Regions from separate parts of the Sus scrofa genome. Here region 2 is linked to region 1. Evidence: chromatin contacts called from public HiChIP or PLAC-seq data. All regions are on one chromosome and are shown on one strand. Each heading gives the region's core, a stretch centred on a gene start, on an enhancer-like site or on the middle of the called end of the contact. The rest is flanking DNA. Distances are from core to core; before and after follow the strand shown.

Evidence for each region. HiChIP or PLAC-seq counts read pairs in DNA pulled down with a chosen protein or histone mark.
Region 2: a contact with region 1 is called in an H3K27ac HiChIP or PLAC-seq map of skeletal muscle. The contact joins two enhancer-like sites. A contact is called at or near these places in 1 of 47 Hi-C or Micro-C datasets (skeletal muscle) and 2 of 2 datasets of contacts at active chromatin or transcription factors (alveolar macrophages and skeletal muscle).

The regions. Positions count from the first base shown.
Region 1 is chr7:112,274,132-112,281,164 of Sscrofa11.1, reverse strand. The region is part of intron 19 of TTC7B (tetratricopeptide repeat protein 7B); the gene reads left to right. Among named protein-coding and RNA genes, the nearest start is that of CALM1, 120 kb to the right of the region's middle. Within about 2 kb of position 4,819, at least 33 of the 83 cell types and tissues checked have an H3K27ac peak or open chromatin away from gene starts, as enhancers often do. A contact at or near this core is called in skeletal muscle, where this site is marked.
Region 2 is chr7:112,410,878-112,417,825 of Sscrofa11.1, reverse strand. It overlaps TTC7B (tetratricopeptide repeat protein 7B), which reads left to right. Exons shown (of 20, transcript XM_021099609.1): 6 at 6,304-6,382. Among named protein-coding and RNA genes, the nearest start is that of TTC7B, 100 kb to the left of the region's middle. Within about 2 kb of position 3,860, at least 12 of the 83 cell types and tissues checked have an H3K27ac peak or open chromatin away from gene starts, as enhancers often do. A contact at or near this core is called in skeletal muscle, where this site is marked.

The DNA of each region.
Region 1 (7,033 bases), core at 3,570-6,069:
CCCTGCGATTGGGTGCTGACGTTAGAACAGGGGACCTGGGAGGACGAGCAGGACTGAGGCCACAGGGATGTGAGATTTTCCCGTAACGTCCGTCTCCGGCCCCATCGTAGATGAGGAAGGCCGGCTCCGGTACCTGGCTCGCCTCCCCTGTCCCCAGCTCTGTTCTGTGCCACCAACCCGGGTCAGGAGCCATCCTCGAGATCCCTGTCCCATACTGGCCCTTCCCCAGGAGCCGCTCAGCTGGCACTGTCCCTTCTCTTCATATGTGCTGCAGTCAGCGGCCCTTTGTTGCTCTGAAGGTCAGGTGGCCTCACGAATGTTCTGTCCCCACCCGAGGGCCGGGCCGGGGCAGGTAGGTGGGCCTCTGAGAGCCGCAGGTGACTCCTGCAACAGCCACACATGCGCCCTGCTCCCTCCTGGCTCCATGAGTACAGGGTCCTCAGGAATGACTAGCCTTGGCCTTTGAGGAAACTGGGTCAAATTGAGTCAAGTGGCCAGAACAAAAGACCAGCTCCTCCCCCCAAGCTTGGGATCTGCCGATAGGAAAGCCAAGTCGTGCCTCCTCCCCAGGACCCTTCTCCAGGGCATTTGGGACCCACTCTTGATGCCCTTGTGAAGGGGCTGACACCTCCCCCCAACTCTGGAGCTCCAGCAGGCAGGGGGCTCAGGGGTAGGGCTGCAGACACCCTCAGCCTCAACCTGGATGCCTAGAGTAGGGCTCCTTGGCAGTTCCTGGCCAGGTTAGTGGGCCCCCCACAGCTGCCATAGTTGCCAGGACACACACACTGGGCTCCTGGGCAAGCCAATGTGATATCTAAGCACTCAAAACAAACATAAATGAAACACAAAACAGAGCCCAGTGTAGACCAGACCCACCCAGAGCTGCTGGAATCCAGGTAACAAAGCTGGCCACCCCCCAGGATGGCACCCGCCAGGTGCCAACTCCCAGACCAGCCCACCTGCAGCCTCTGGGAAAGAGCAGGAGCTCGTGTGGGGTCCTGTTTCCCTTCGGGTGTTGGAAGCCACCCCTGGGGGCCTGATAGGCTTCCCGAAAGCTCTGACTCTACCATGCACATAGCCCCTGTGCACATAGCTGGCAGGATAAGCAGCCAGCAGCTGGCTGGAGGGCAGTGTTAGAGCCCTGGGCCCCGAGGCTAAAACTCAGGGTGTTCGCCACATGCCAGGCACATGCCAGGGCCTCTCATCCCAGCACCTTCAGGGCCTGAGGCCTTGAGCAAGGCTCTCCTCCTCTCTGGCCCCCTGCTTCCTCATCTGTAAGAGTGTAGGATCAGAAAGTCTGCAAGCGGGTTCTGGGGTTTTCTTGGGGAGCAGTATCAGATCTGCAGGGTGTGAGCAAATAGCCTGAGGATAGGCCATGGCAGCTCCTGGGCTCTGGTGGAAACAGGGCCACCTTCTCCCACAAGGGCTGCCCTTGTCTCCCACTCAGCGCTGTGCTGATGTCCCTGGAAGGCAGAGGAGGCTGAGTGAGCCGGGTCTGGCATGGGAGGGACCTGAGGGCTCGTGAGTCAAAAACCCTGGAAGAGACCACTCCTGACTCTCCCCTCCCCACATCACATCGCGTCTACACCATCCCCCCTCCATCCTTCCGTCCGTCACACCGCGTCTACACCATCCCCTCGTCCATCCGTCACACCGCGTCTACACCATCCCCCCTCCATCCTTCCGTCCGTCACACCATGTCTACACCATCCCCCCTCCATCCTTCCGTCCGTCACACCGCGTCTACACCATCCCCTCGTCCATCCATCTGTCCATTCAACAAACATTCACCAAGAACCTCAGATGAGCCAGACCCACGGCAGGTGCTGCAGTGCAAAGGCAAGTCAGATGGTCGCTGTTGCTGTCAAGGGCGTCAGGGACGGCAGGGGTGAATCCTCCAGTCATGGGCGTCACAGGTGCCCTCCCCGCCTCAGTCATTAGTAGTAATGATAATCTCATAATCATAATACGGGAGGTTTAGTACACTGAGCACTTTACAGACTCACTTTGGCCTCTCTGCTCCCCTATAAACTGGCCCTTGTCCCCATGAGACAGCTAAAACACCTGAGGCCCCAAGGGAGTTTTCTAAGTCCTGGTGGAGCTAGGATTCAAACCCAGTTCTGGGGCGCCTAGGGCCCATGCTCTTAACCTCCCCTCTGCCCTCCCCCTGCCCCCAGTGGGTCCCTCTAGCAGGGACCACGGCTCACACAGCCTGTGTCCTTATCCCCTGATGCACCCCCAGCAGCCAGCACCTCCACAGCTCAGGCCACAGCCAGCTCAGCAGCCCCATCATGGTCCCAGAGAGTGACAAGCTGGGGAGAGGGGCTTTCCTTTAGCTGCCGTCACAATCCCAGGGTCCTGATGACAGAAATTCCACCAGGAGGAGGTGGCTTAACTGTCTTTGTCCCCAGCCTCCTTGAATGGTCCCAGCAGCTCAGGTGCAGACCAGCCTTGGGCAAGGCTGCAGATCTGGTCATCAGCCCCCATCCAGGACGGGGCCCCTGGCTCCCAGGTGTGGGGGAAATCTTTCACCCTCTCCAAGGCATGCTGTGGGGGCACGAGCACGGGCCCAGGCTGGGCAGACCTGGATTTGGTCAGTGGTGGCTCTACACGGAGTCATTTCTTAGATATCTGATGTCTGTCGCTTCTTCGTTCTGCCCTAATCACTGTCTCCCCGGCTCAGCACCAGGCCTGGCGGTGCAGATAGCACCCCCGCTCACCCAGTCCCCACCTGCCAGGCACTCACAGCAAAGCCTAGTGGGGGAGCAGCCATGGAGCTCAGCCACCTGACTAGTACCTGGGACATGGGACAGTTATGAAAGCACTTTGCAAACATTGGTTATAATCCTTTAGGCACTAAAGATTCGTAGGCCCTGATGGATCCAAGCATTCATCCTGCCAGGTTCATTTGTGTTTGGGGAGGAGCCTCCTGACAACGCTGCCCCAGGGCCCCCATCCCGCCCCCACCCTGCCATGGTGGGATGGTGGAGTTTCCAAGCCAGGATGGAATGGGAAGCTCTGTAGGTGCTCCAGTCCCACCCCTGATGTCAGACTTCCTCCCCAACCCTGGTGGGGCCCAGCAGACCTCTGCCAAACCCAGGCCAGCTCTGATACAGCAATGGCCCTGTGGGAGCAGTGCCCGCGGGGCGGGGTCTGCACAGCAACAGGGCCGGGGAAGCGCGGGAGAATTGTTCATCTCTATCCTGCTGTTTGATTCCAAAGCCCTCAGCCTGGGAAAAAGCAACAGCCTCATGGAGAAAGACTGCTGGCTTGCAGCCCGACCAGGGCTGGGCCACGTGACCTCTTTTTCAGTGGTAGCTCAGCTTTGGGAAGGATGTTTTCTTGCTGAGATGTTATCTGCCTGTACTTGAACTTCTAGGGGGACAAGCAGGGGTTGATGACACATGCCCTTGAACCCAGCAGAGGGCTGACTTGGCACCTGGGACGAGCACCCCACGCGTGTCTACAATCCCCAAGGGGCTTTGGTCCTGCAGGCCTGCTATTGGTCTCCTGGGAACATAGACACAGGTGCTTCCCAGAGCCAGAGCTGCAGCAGGAAGTCTGCCCTGAGCCCTGGGGCCTGTACGGGCCTCTGCCCAGACGCCCTCAGCATGTGGCAAGGTGTTTAGTCCTTGGGCAGCAATTTACACACACACACACACACAAACATGAATAAGGAAGTTGCTAATTGTCCTCAAACTAGCCAAGTCCATTTTGTTTCGTTTGAAAGAACAGGTTTAATTTAATCCCTTATTTCCAATTTGGTGCATCACCAAGATCTTATTTGTACAAAACACCTGATTACAATAATTACAAGCCTGGGAAGCTGTCTTCATTTGTGTCTGAAGAAAGGGACTAATGAGTTACCCCCTCAGCAGTTCCATCTCCTCGGAAGCCCAGCCCAGCTGGTCCTCTCTGCCGGCGGCTCCAGAAGCAGCAGGGCTGGCAGAGGCGAGGCCTGTTTGCACAGCATCTCCAAGAGAAGGAGAGAGGGCCTGGGGCTAGGGGCATGGACTGCAGCGATCACGCCTCGGCTCTGCCACTTACACCCTGTGGGGGTGTTGTAGGCAGGTGCCAGCGTTATCCGCTGTCACCCTGACGCGCAGAGGCGAGTGAGAGTCAAGTGGAATCTTGGCGGCCAAGGCCTAGCCCAGTGCCTGGCACCCAGCTTGCTAGGGTCGACCCCGAGCTTTGAGAACAGGACTGCTTCTTGCCCACATCTGTGTCCCCACACGTGGCTGGGGTCTGGCAGGGGAGAGGAGAGGGGACAGGTTATCATGGTAATGAAATATGTTAGTCATCAAAATCTCCTGCCAGCTTGAGGGCTGGAGGTGGGAGCTGTGTGCCTCTGGGTAGTGCTGCCTAGGGGGTGGTGGTATGGCCTGGGCTTTGGGGGTGGAATGGGGATGCTCGGGGCTTTGGGGGAATGGGCTAGAGCTCCAGCAGGTGGGACCAGGCTGGGCCTGACTCAGGTTGGGATGTGGAAGGGGCTGGGAGGCTGCATGCTGCAGAAATACCTGGGGTGACCAGTCAGCCTGGACGAACCACGAGGTCTGTACAGGGAGAATGCTGGAACCAGCTGGTGGAGAGAACAGGAGTTAAGCCTTTGATCTCTGGACAAGAGAGGAAGCAGGGCCTGAAGAATGAAAAGGGCATCAAAGTTCTAGCTCATAAGAGCACATCAAAGCCAGGGACAGCCTCACAACGTAGAGGGGCTTGGGAGGTAGTCGGTCCTGCCGGCCAGGCCCCAGCCTACCTCTGGCCAACCCACCAGCAATGCAGGCACCAAGCAATGACTCAGACCCCAGCTGGAGCTGGTTCTGGTTGGTCTCACTGTGCGGCTGATTTCTGAGCTGCTCTTGGCTCACTGGGGCACTGGGCAGAGGCCAATTTTTCATTCCCTTGCCAAGCCTGAGCTGGCAGCCCCTGGCAAGTCTGAGATGTCTCTCCGAGCTGCTCCAGCTTTAGGAATTAATTCCACTAAACAGATTGCTCAGGAAGCTTCAAGGTCATCTGGAAATGGTAGCCTGTTCCTATGTTCAGAATCTGAGTCCAGGGATGGGCTGGAAATTTCCAAGCCCACAAGAACCCTAGAACTCTAGAGAATCGCAGAGACTCCCCGCTGCCCAGCGCTGAGGGCGATGGCTCAGGTTAGCCCAGTGGCTGGTTCCTGCAGGCGTTTTATGGGGTGCGCTTGCCCCTACCATGTATCCTGGCTTGGGCCCCCCCACCACCCCCCGATAGGGTAGACTCAGCAGCCTGCCGTTTTCTAAACAAAACTCCCAGCAAAAGAACTGGTGTCCTTGTTCCCACTCCAGCAGGGTGGAAACAGGTCATTGCTTCTGAGAACAGTGACCTCCAGGCCTTGCTGAGCCCAGGCCCTGGGCCTCCTCAGCCTCCACACCTTGTTGGTCTACTTTCTGGCTAATAAGATCCCCTCCCCAGTCCTTTGGTGTCTGCAATAATCATTCCAAGCCTCAAGATCACAACCAGGGAGTTCCCGCTGTAGTTCAGTGGGTTAAGAATCCGGCTGCAGTGGCTCAGGTCGCTACAGACGCATGGGTTCAATCCCCGGTTCTGTGCAGTGGATTAAAAAATCCAGCATCGCCACAGCTGTGGCTTGGATTCGATCCATGGCCCAGGAACTTCCATGTGCCAAAGGTGCGGCCATTAAAAAAAAAAAGATCACAGCCAGCCCATGGGCCACCCAAGAGAGGTAAGGAGCCTCCCAGTCCTTGAGGGACGATACAGGATGCTTCCAACAAGCTGTGCCCTGGAGAGAAGCCACCTCCCCATTCATAACCGGAGGAAGGAGCACCAGAGCCAGCCATCAGCGTTGGGGGAAATGGAAGGGAGAGACAGCCTGGCAGGTGCCCGTTTGTTTTAGCTCAAATGTAATTGGGTTAGTGCCTGAGGGGCACCGGGCTTGTGTCTTAAAGCGACAGAGGCAGCAGCGAGCAGGTGAGAAGCCACAGTGGGGAGGAGGGGCTTTGGCCTCGGGCAGAGCTAGGCTGGCCTGCAGCTCCATACTCATGCGCCCTGTGACCTTGGGCAGGGCACTTGGCCTTTCAGAACCTGTCTCCTTCTATCTAAAGCAGTGGTGTTGTGAGAGGAGCCAAGGACAAGTGCCTCGCATGGTGCCCGATGGGGAAACCACACTGTGTTGGGGAAGGAACAGAGTGGAGCAGAGCGGCAGAGCCAGTGAGACCTGTTATATTCCCCATCTCCACGCCTCTTGCTGGCTTGCCTGGTGGCTTGTCCCCATCACCCTTGGCCAAACACACAGTCTGTGTCTCCCTGCCTGCTAGAGCCACTCAAAAAAGATGTGTGTATTCAGTGACTTTTTTTCTCTTTTTTTGCCTGCCCTGCAGCATATGGAATTACAAGCCGTAGCTGTGACCTAAGCCGAAGCTGCTGCAACACCAGATCCCTAACCCACTGTACTGGGCCAGGGATCAAACCTGTGTCCCAGGGTTCTCTAGATGCCACTGATCCCATTGTGCCACAGTAGGAGCTCCTGTATTCAGTAATTTCATGGACTGAGAAAGGCTTGTCTTGAAAGAACACGACGGGGCTCCCGTAACCTTTAAATGCTAACATTTGCTGCTGTTACCCCGACCCCCCTCCCTACTTTCATATCTCTGTTGGCTAAATTGGAATTTCTAGAATGAGCGCAAGCTGATAACCTCCCCTGGAAGAGAGGAGCGGGGAGCTCAGTAGCCCTCAGGTCCTGGGAAAGTGGCCTCCATTCTTCCCACCTGACCTCTGAGGTTGGGAGGCCAGGGTGTCAAGCGGTGGGGTTTTCTGTGAAGGAGGGCGGGAGTGGGGGCAGCGCCCCGAGGGGAGATGGACGTGATTATGCACCACCCCACCCTGCACCCCACACACAGACCGACTTCCAGGGGGCCCTAAGAGTTGGGAGACACGGGTTCTGGCCCAGCTCTGCCGTAGCCAGCTGAGGCCCGGGCCAGAAACCAAGCCATCAGGAGCCCTGGCTTCCTCGCCTGCAGAATGCGAGTAGGAAGACCCAGAG
Region 2 (6,948 bases), core at 2,611-5,110, 140 kb before region 1:
ATCGTTGCTGAGATAGTCCAAAAATGTGGTTAAGCCTAGTTCACCACGCATTAGGTTTGAAATGAGACTTCCGGAAGCTTGGCCTGCTTGTTCACATCCCGGCCTGCCTGGTTGTCACTGTATCTAGGCTGCAGCTGGCTCGCTCCAGTGATCAGAGAGAGTCCTTTGCTAATGAGGCCAAGGTTGTGGGTTTGATCCCTGGCCCCTGACTGCAGCAGGCCATCTGTCTTCACAAATGCGTGTCACTGGATCCCAGCAAAGAGAGCAGAGAGGGCGAAGCTGGAGTCCATTTTGGGAAAAACAGCTCCCTGACAGCTCGCCCGACGTGGTCTCCTGGACTGTGAAGTATGTCTTCTTCCTCTCCCACTTTCCAGGTCTGGGATCTGGTTTTGATTCCAGACTTTTTCCACGTAGATGATACTAAGGGTTGTATAAATGAAAGAGAAGCAATCCCCCAGCCTGAGGACGAAGAGAAATTGCCCTGTTGGAGGTCCCGTCATGGTGCAGTGGAAACGAATCTGACAAGGAACCATGAGGTTTCAGGTTCGATCCCTGGCCTCACTCAGTGGGTTAAGGATCTGGCATTGCCGTGAGCTATGGTGTAGGTTGCAGACGCGGCTCAGATCCCCATTGCTGTGGCTGTGGTGCAGGCTGGCAGCTGCAGCTCCAATTTGACCCCTAGCCTGGGAACCTCAATATGCAGTGCATGGGCCCTAAAAAAAGGCAAAAACAGAAAGAAAAAAAAAAAAAGGAAGAAAAAGAAAAAGAAATTGGCCTGTAGACACATGGTACATACATTTCTGCTTTTCTAGGGCTCTAAGTGCTGACAGTGTCCAGCTACTGATTGTCCAGGTGGGTCTCCTGGCGCAAGAAATATCGGCTTCACTCGTCCCCTTTGTCATCAAGAAACCTCTTTTCAGCCCGGAGATGGGAAAGGGCTTTCAGAATGTAAGATTGCCCTCACCTTTTTCTATCTGTCGAGGGTACACAGCTTACTAAGGGTCTCTGGGTACCTGGCTGGCTCTGTGAGGTCATCGGGACAAGAAGGGATGGGTAGAGAGGGCCTGTGCTCTTCAGGTGCCCACAGACATAAATGCCAATGAAAGTCTGCTCGCTGAAAGCTGTCTCTACTCAAAATACGCGTGCACTTGGCAGCATCAGGAGGCGGTGCCGTGTCTTCCTGGGGAAGCTCAGAGAATGTTCTCAGGGGCGGCTTTGACCTGAGTCTTGAAGGAGGACTTAGGACTGTTCAGATAAAGAGGCAGGTGGAAAGGCACCTGGGCAGCAAATCTTCCCTGAAATGTCTGAAAGGTTTTGGTTTTCCTTGTTTTTGTTTTTTTTTTAAGTCTTGAAATCTTCATTATTCACACAACTTTCTAGAACATGTCAGGCTGGGCACACTGAGTACATAGCCTCCTACAAGTGTGTCACTGCTCCCCGTGGCACCCCTGCTACAAACACAACTGAGGACATGTGGGATGTATTAGTTAAGAGCACGAAGCCTGCCCACCGTGTGCAGCCAGAAAGAAGGGGGCAAGAAACAGGCAGCAAAAGTGTCCCCTGGGGGGTCTTGGCTCCTTCCGCTCATGGTAGTTCTGAATTTCATTCATTCAGCCATACGTATTGAGCACCTTCTGGATGCAGCTCTGTTTGAGGGGCTTGGGATATGTCAGTGAGCAAAACAGAGATCTTGGTCCTCAAGGCGCTTCCATTCTTATGGGGGGTGTGAAGCCATCCACCCTTCCTGCTCTTGTCTCTTATTCGCCACTGTGTCCTCAAGGACAAGCCTGGATCTCGGTGCGCAGCAGTGCTTGATCAGAGATTACTGAAATAACCTACTGCTTAAGAGGTTCAAGGATTCCCATCATGGCTCAGTGGTTAACGAACCCGACTAGTAACCACGAGGACGAGGGTTCAATCCCCGACCTCGCTCAGTGGGTTAGGGATCCGGCATTGCTGTGAGCTGTGGTGTAGGTCACAGACACGGCTCGGATCTGGCATTGCTGTGGCTGTGGTGTAGGCTGGCAGCTGTAGCTCTGATCGGACTCCTAGCCTGGGAACCTCCATATGCCGAGGGTTCGGCCATAAAAAGGCAAAAAAAAAAAAAAAAAAAAAAAAAAAAAAAAAAAAAGTTACAGAGGCGCCAGTTGGTAAGAAAAAGAAATGTTGAAAAAGCCAAAAGATTTCTTAACTCCAGGAGATCTACTGTGTTGGCTTGTTCTGTAATTCATCTTTAGTTATAAAGTCCTCAACCACAGATAAGGGAGATAGTGAAAAAATACTGAATATACGCCAGCAGGGGTATCTTTTCTTTGTTTCTTAGGAATCGGGTATCCACTATGAAAAGTATTTTATTCACATCAGAACTTGGAATTTGCATGACGGTGACCGTTGATACTGATTTACGTGCATTGATGGCCTGGGCCAGACGTTGAGGTTAGAAGATAATTTGGAAGGACAAGTTAAGGGGGGAGAATTGTATTTCCCACTCTGTCCCCCCCCAAAGGAATGTAAAAATATAAATATATTGAGTTTGCTGTGGAGGCAGCTGCCCATCGCAAGGCAAATTGGTTCTCCAGGCTCCGAGTCTCTCCCAGCCTTGGTTTTCCATCTCGATTTTAACTTCGGATCTCTGGCTTCCTTCCCGTATCCATTTCCCCCTTGGTTTGCTAGTGCGGAGACACCAGTGACAGCACTAAAAAGCTGAGAATGTGGTTCAAAGGCACAGAACAGAATAAGCAGGCACTGCTGTAGGTTTGTATGTAAAAATGTACGTTTCAGAAACCAGCCTTCGAAAATGCGGCTTTCAGGGCCCAAGAGTCAAATGCTGGCCAGCCAGTGCCCCTGGGTGTCCTTAGGAAGTCATGCTTCTGCACTGACCTAAGGGCCAGCAGGCAAGGCGCTGAAGGAGGAGGCTCAGGAGGAGGATGAAGAAATCAGATTGAAAAGGGAGGAGAGAAAACAACATGGAAGTGGTCAAGAGAAGCAGGACTGCGGGTGGGCTTTCCTGCCCAGGACGGAGCAGGAGGTTGCTCAGGTTTGCAGCAGAGCAAGGCTGAGGGATGCGGGCCTCCGCTCTCCCTGCTGGAGGGGGGACAGATAGTGGCAGGTCTTGCCTGCCCATCAGGCTGAACAGCCGGCTGGTGCTCAGGGGACTCGCAGGCCCTGTCTCCCCTGGGTAACAGCTGAGCTGTTGGGAACCGGTCCACGTGGAGGGACCTGCACCCAACTCGGGAAGCTTGCTGGAGCGAGGTGCAGGAGGTGCACCCCGAATTCCGACAGCTTGCCAGTGCCGGCAAGGACCTTCCTTTTGAGAATAGTTTGCCATAGTGAATTCTGAAATGGAATCAATGACCTCATGTCAAGGGGCTGCGGAAACCCTCCAAACGGGGGAAATTCCTTGGCTCTCTCCTCTTCAGTTTGGAGTGGCGTTTTAAAGCAACAGATCATTTTAGGCCTGGGTCTCAGCATGGCAAGAATAAACTCATAGTTGAGAGACATGAAAGCAATCATGTGGCTTTTGTTTATTTCCCTCAAATCGGGGTGTTTCGTAGCATTTAGAATGTAATGCTTGCAAGTTCTTTTCTTTTTTTGTTCCATTCTATCGTGATTCTCCATCTAGCTTAAGGAAAAAAAATTTTTTCTGCTGTCATGGCAACAGTGGAAGTGACGACTTGAATAAAATTATGTGACTGAAAAAAAAAAAAAAAAGCATGGGTGGTATAGGAGTTGCTGAGAATTGTATGCTTTTGCATTTAGGACACTTTTTCCCTTTTCTTATATTTAAAATGTGCAGTCTCTCCCCTCCAGTGCCTTCTCCCTCCGGTTGTCACATTGCTCTGGGGCTGGACAGGCCACCTCGGCTTGGTCCTGACGGTGGCACACTTATTTGACTAGTGCAGCCCGAGGCCTTCCGAGCCTTCCTTGTGGTTCCTGAGGAGCCTTTGTTTACCAGCAGGATTCTTCCCAGCTTCAAGAAGAATTTGATTCTGAATCCTAAGCTCTTCCCAGAAACAAACTGGAAACCGTTTGAGGAAAACTTGCCTTTGCCTCAAAGGCAGCGTGCGGTGCCTTGGGAGCGCGCCCTGCGTCCCTCCTGGTTTGGCCTCTCCTGGGTGGCATCCCCTCAGTCACAGGGACTTCCTCCAGCCGCCACCAGAGGGCCTCAGTCCTGCGCGGGAGAAACTGCCTTGGCCTTAGAGGGGAGTGGACTCTCCCCATCAGTTCTCAGTTAGGGCCTCTGAGGCCTCATCTGCAGACCCCAGGCTGCTTCACTTGGGCCAGCTGATTTTCCTTTCCAATTTTGAACCGGTTCCTAGGAGTGTCTCAGTAGCTGGGACCACCTGTATGCATCAGATTTGGATTGGATATACACTTTCATTTGCATATTAATGACGTAAACCCTAGACCTGAGCGTCCATATTTTGTTTTCTTCTTGGGTTGCATGTCCCTTTGAGAGTTCACATCTCTTTTGTCAGGAAGGTGGTGGGTATGGTTGGAAGCTCCCAGCTTGCCCTCTCACTGGCCGTGTGAACCTGGGCAGGCCGTTTCTCTCCAGGGTTGCAATGGACTAAGTTGTGTTGGATCATTATAGCTAGAAAATTCGGTGCATCTGTAACTGGATGTGTTTCTCATTCCACAAGGAAGGCACGGGAGACCTTCCGAATGGCCACTTGCTATCTGGTAGCCTTCCCTGAGTTATAACATTGGGATTTGAAACTACCCCCTCCAGGCCTAATTTCCACCCTGTTTGAACAACCCTTTAAACTGGGTCTCCAACGACATGGTCCCAGTCCTACCCTTACTGCATACGGTTGAAAATGCCATGCTTTTAGTACATAGTAGGCGCTTAAGCTGCGATCCTGGAGTGACATCAGCCCAGTCCTTCCTCCCCTCCCTTTTCCAGCCGTAGCTGTTTCCTTCGCCTCATGTTCCCTAAGAGAACTGAGCTTCAGTCCAAAGCCAGTGAACACGGATGCCGTAAAAACAAATGCAGGGGAGAGCAGCAGAGATCGCGCGTCCCAGAGCCTGTTACCTAATTTTGATTCATGTCCCCTTTGGTGCTGCCCGGAGTCCTGAGCCCAAGCTTCTCTTTTTATGCCACCGTAAAGCTTCTGATCTGATATCATCTGCTATGTGTGGGTGAGAGGAATATGGGCGTATTTCTGTAGCTCTGCCAGCAAAGCGTTCCCTTCAAGTTCTGGGGCTGTTCTTGTGAATGAGAGTCCTGGGATGTCATGTAGGTATAAGATACGAAGTAATAGCCCTTGTGAGTGCTCGTAACATACAGAACCCACATTCAGTTTGATTTAATACTTTCGTGCCATTTAAAATGTCATCCAAGAAGAGAGCCGAATATCTAGAGCATCTGCCACAGCCCGCAGAGGCTGGTGGCCAGCTCTGCACCGGCTGACCCGCTCTGTGGCTTTTGGGAAAGATGAGATATGTTCTAATGAGCGGGTTATAAATATCACTGGGTTATGTCATAGGAGGTGGCAGCGCTCGATGTAAAGGGACCTGCTGGGCCGGGCACAGCCTTCAGAGGGGGCAGACAACAAGTAGGATCTGGGCGCATGGACCAGGATTTACTCAAGATTTATTTGTCCCTTAAGGAAACATGTCAGCAGCCATGCCTCTGTGACGTGTGTGGGCGACGAGATGGGATGTGCTGACCCCACTCGGCCAGGGCTCCCCACCCCCGGCTGCACACTCCCCGAGGGAGGGGCTGGGACCCTCTGCTGCTTCCCCTGAGGGCTTGGTTGGGGTAGGAGGTGCTGATGGATTCACTGGGATGTGATGTCTCTTTTCAAAGATGCAGAACAGGTGCTTGGTGGAGCCCCTCATTCTTCATACTTTTTACCATTGTCTTGCCCACTAAAATTGCAGGTTATAAGATGCCTTTACCACATTACACTCAGTGCCTCGTTGATAGTTCTGTACCCTTTTGCCACTGAAAAGATAGAATTCATTACCCCTCAGCAGAGCAGAGAAACTACTGAGCAACTGTAAAATGGAAGAGGGACTCTTGAAAGATATCTTGCTTTTTTTTTTTTTGCCTCCAGTATGATTTTCCAATATTTATTTTCTTGAAAAAAATTTGATGGTGGAATCACCAAAGACCATCAATCCTAGGTCAGATTTTTCTGAGTTGAACAAAGATGCACAGACATGCACTGCACAATTGTTTGCTTAAAATCCAGCCAACAGCTTTTATGTAGACAAAATGCATTGAAATATGTGTATGAAATATTGAATATTAACACACACCAGATGGAAACCCTGTCAAATTCTGTGTGCACACAGGAACTTGACAAGAGGAGTCGGGAGATTTAGAGAGATCCTCAGAGCAGTCGAAACAAGAACAACCCAAAACCTGAGAATGGTAAGTGGGACTAGGGACTTGGTTGAGACCCAAAGGCTCTTCAGGTGTCTCCTCTCCCTCCCATATGTGCATTATAAAGTATATGTCATTTACCATGCTGTGTTCTATAGTATATATGTTACACCCTATAAATTATGTCTCCATGAAGCATAAATATGTGTAGATCAATCAATCAATCTATCTATCTACCTCTCTCTCCATCTCCTACATACATACCATACAGTCACCCATTTAAAGTCATTGGATTTTAGTTGTCACAGAATTGTTCGGCCATCACTAATATTTCATTTCAGCGCTGTCTCCTCACCCCCCTCCCCAAATCTCCATGCCCATTAGTAGTCAATTCCCATTTTCTCCTTTCCCAAGCCTCTGGCAACTGTAAACTTACTTCCTGCTTCTATAGATTTGCCTATTTGGATATTTCATAAAATGGATTTGTACATTATGCGACCTTTTTGTGACTGGCTTCCTTCACTTGGCACCATGTTTTCAAGGTTCGTCCATGTTGGACCCTGTATCTGTCCTTCATTCCTTTTCACAGCAGCATGATATTCCATTGTGTGGCC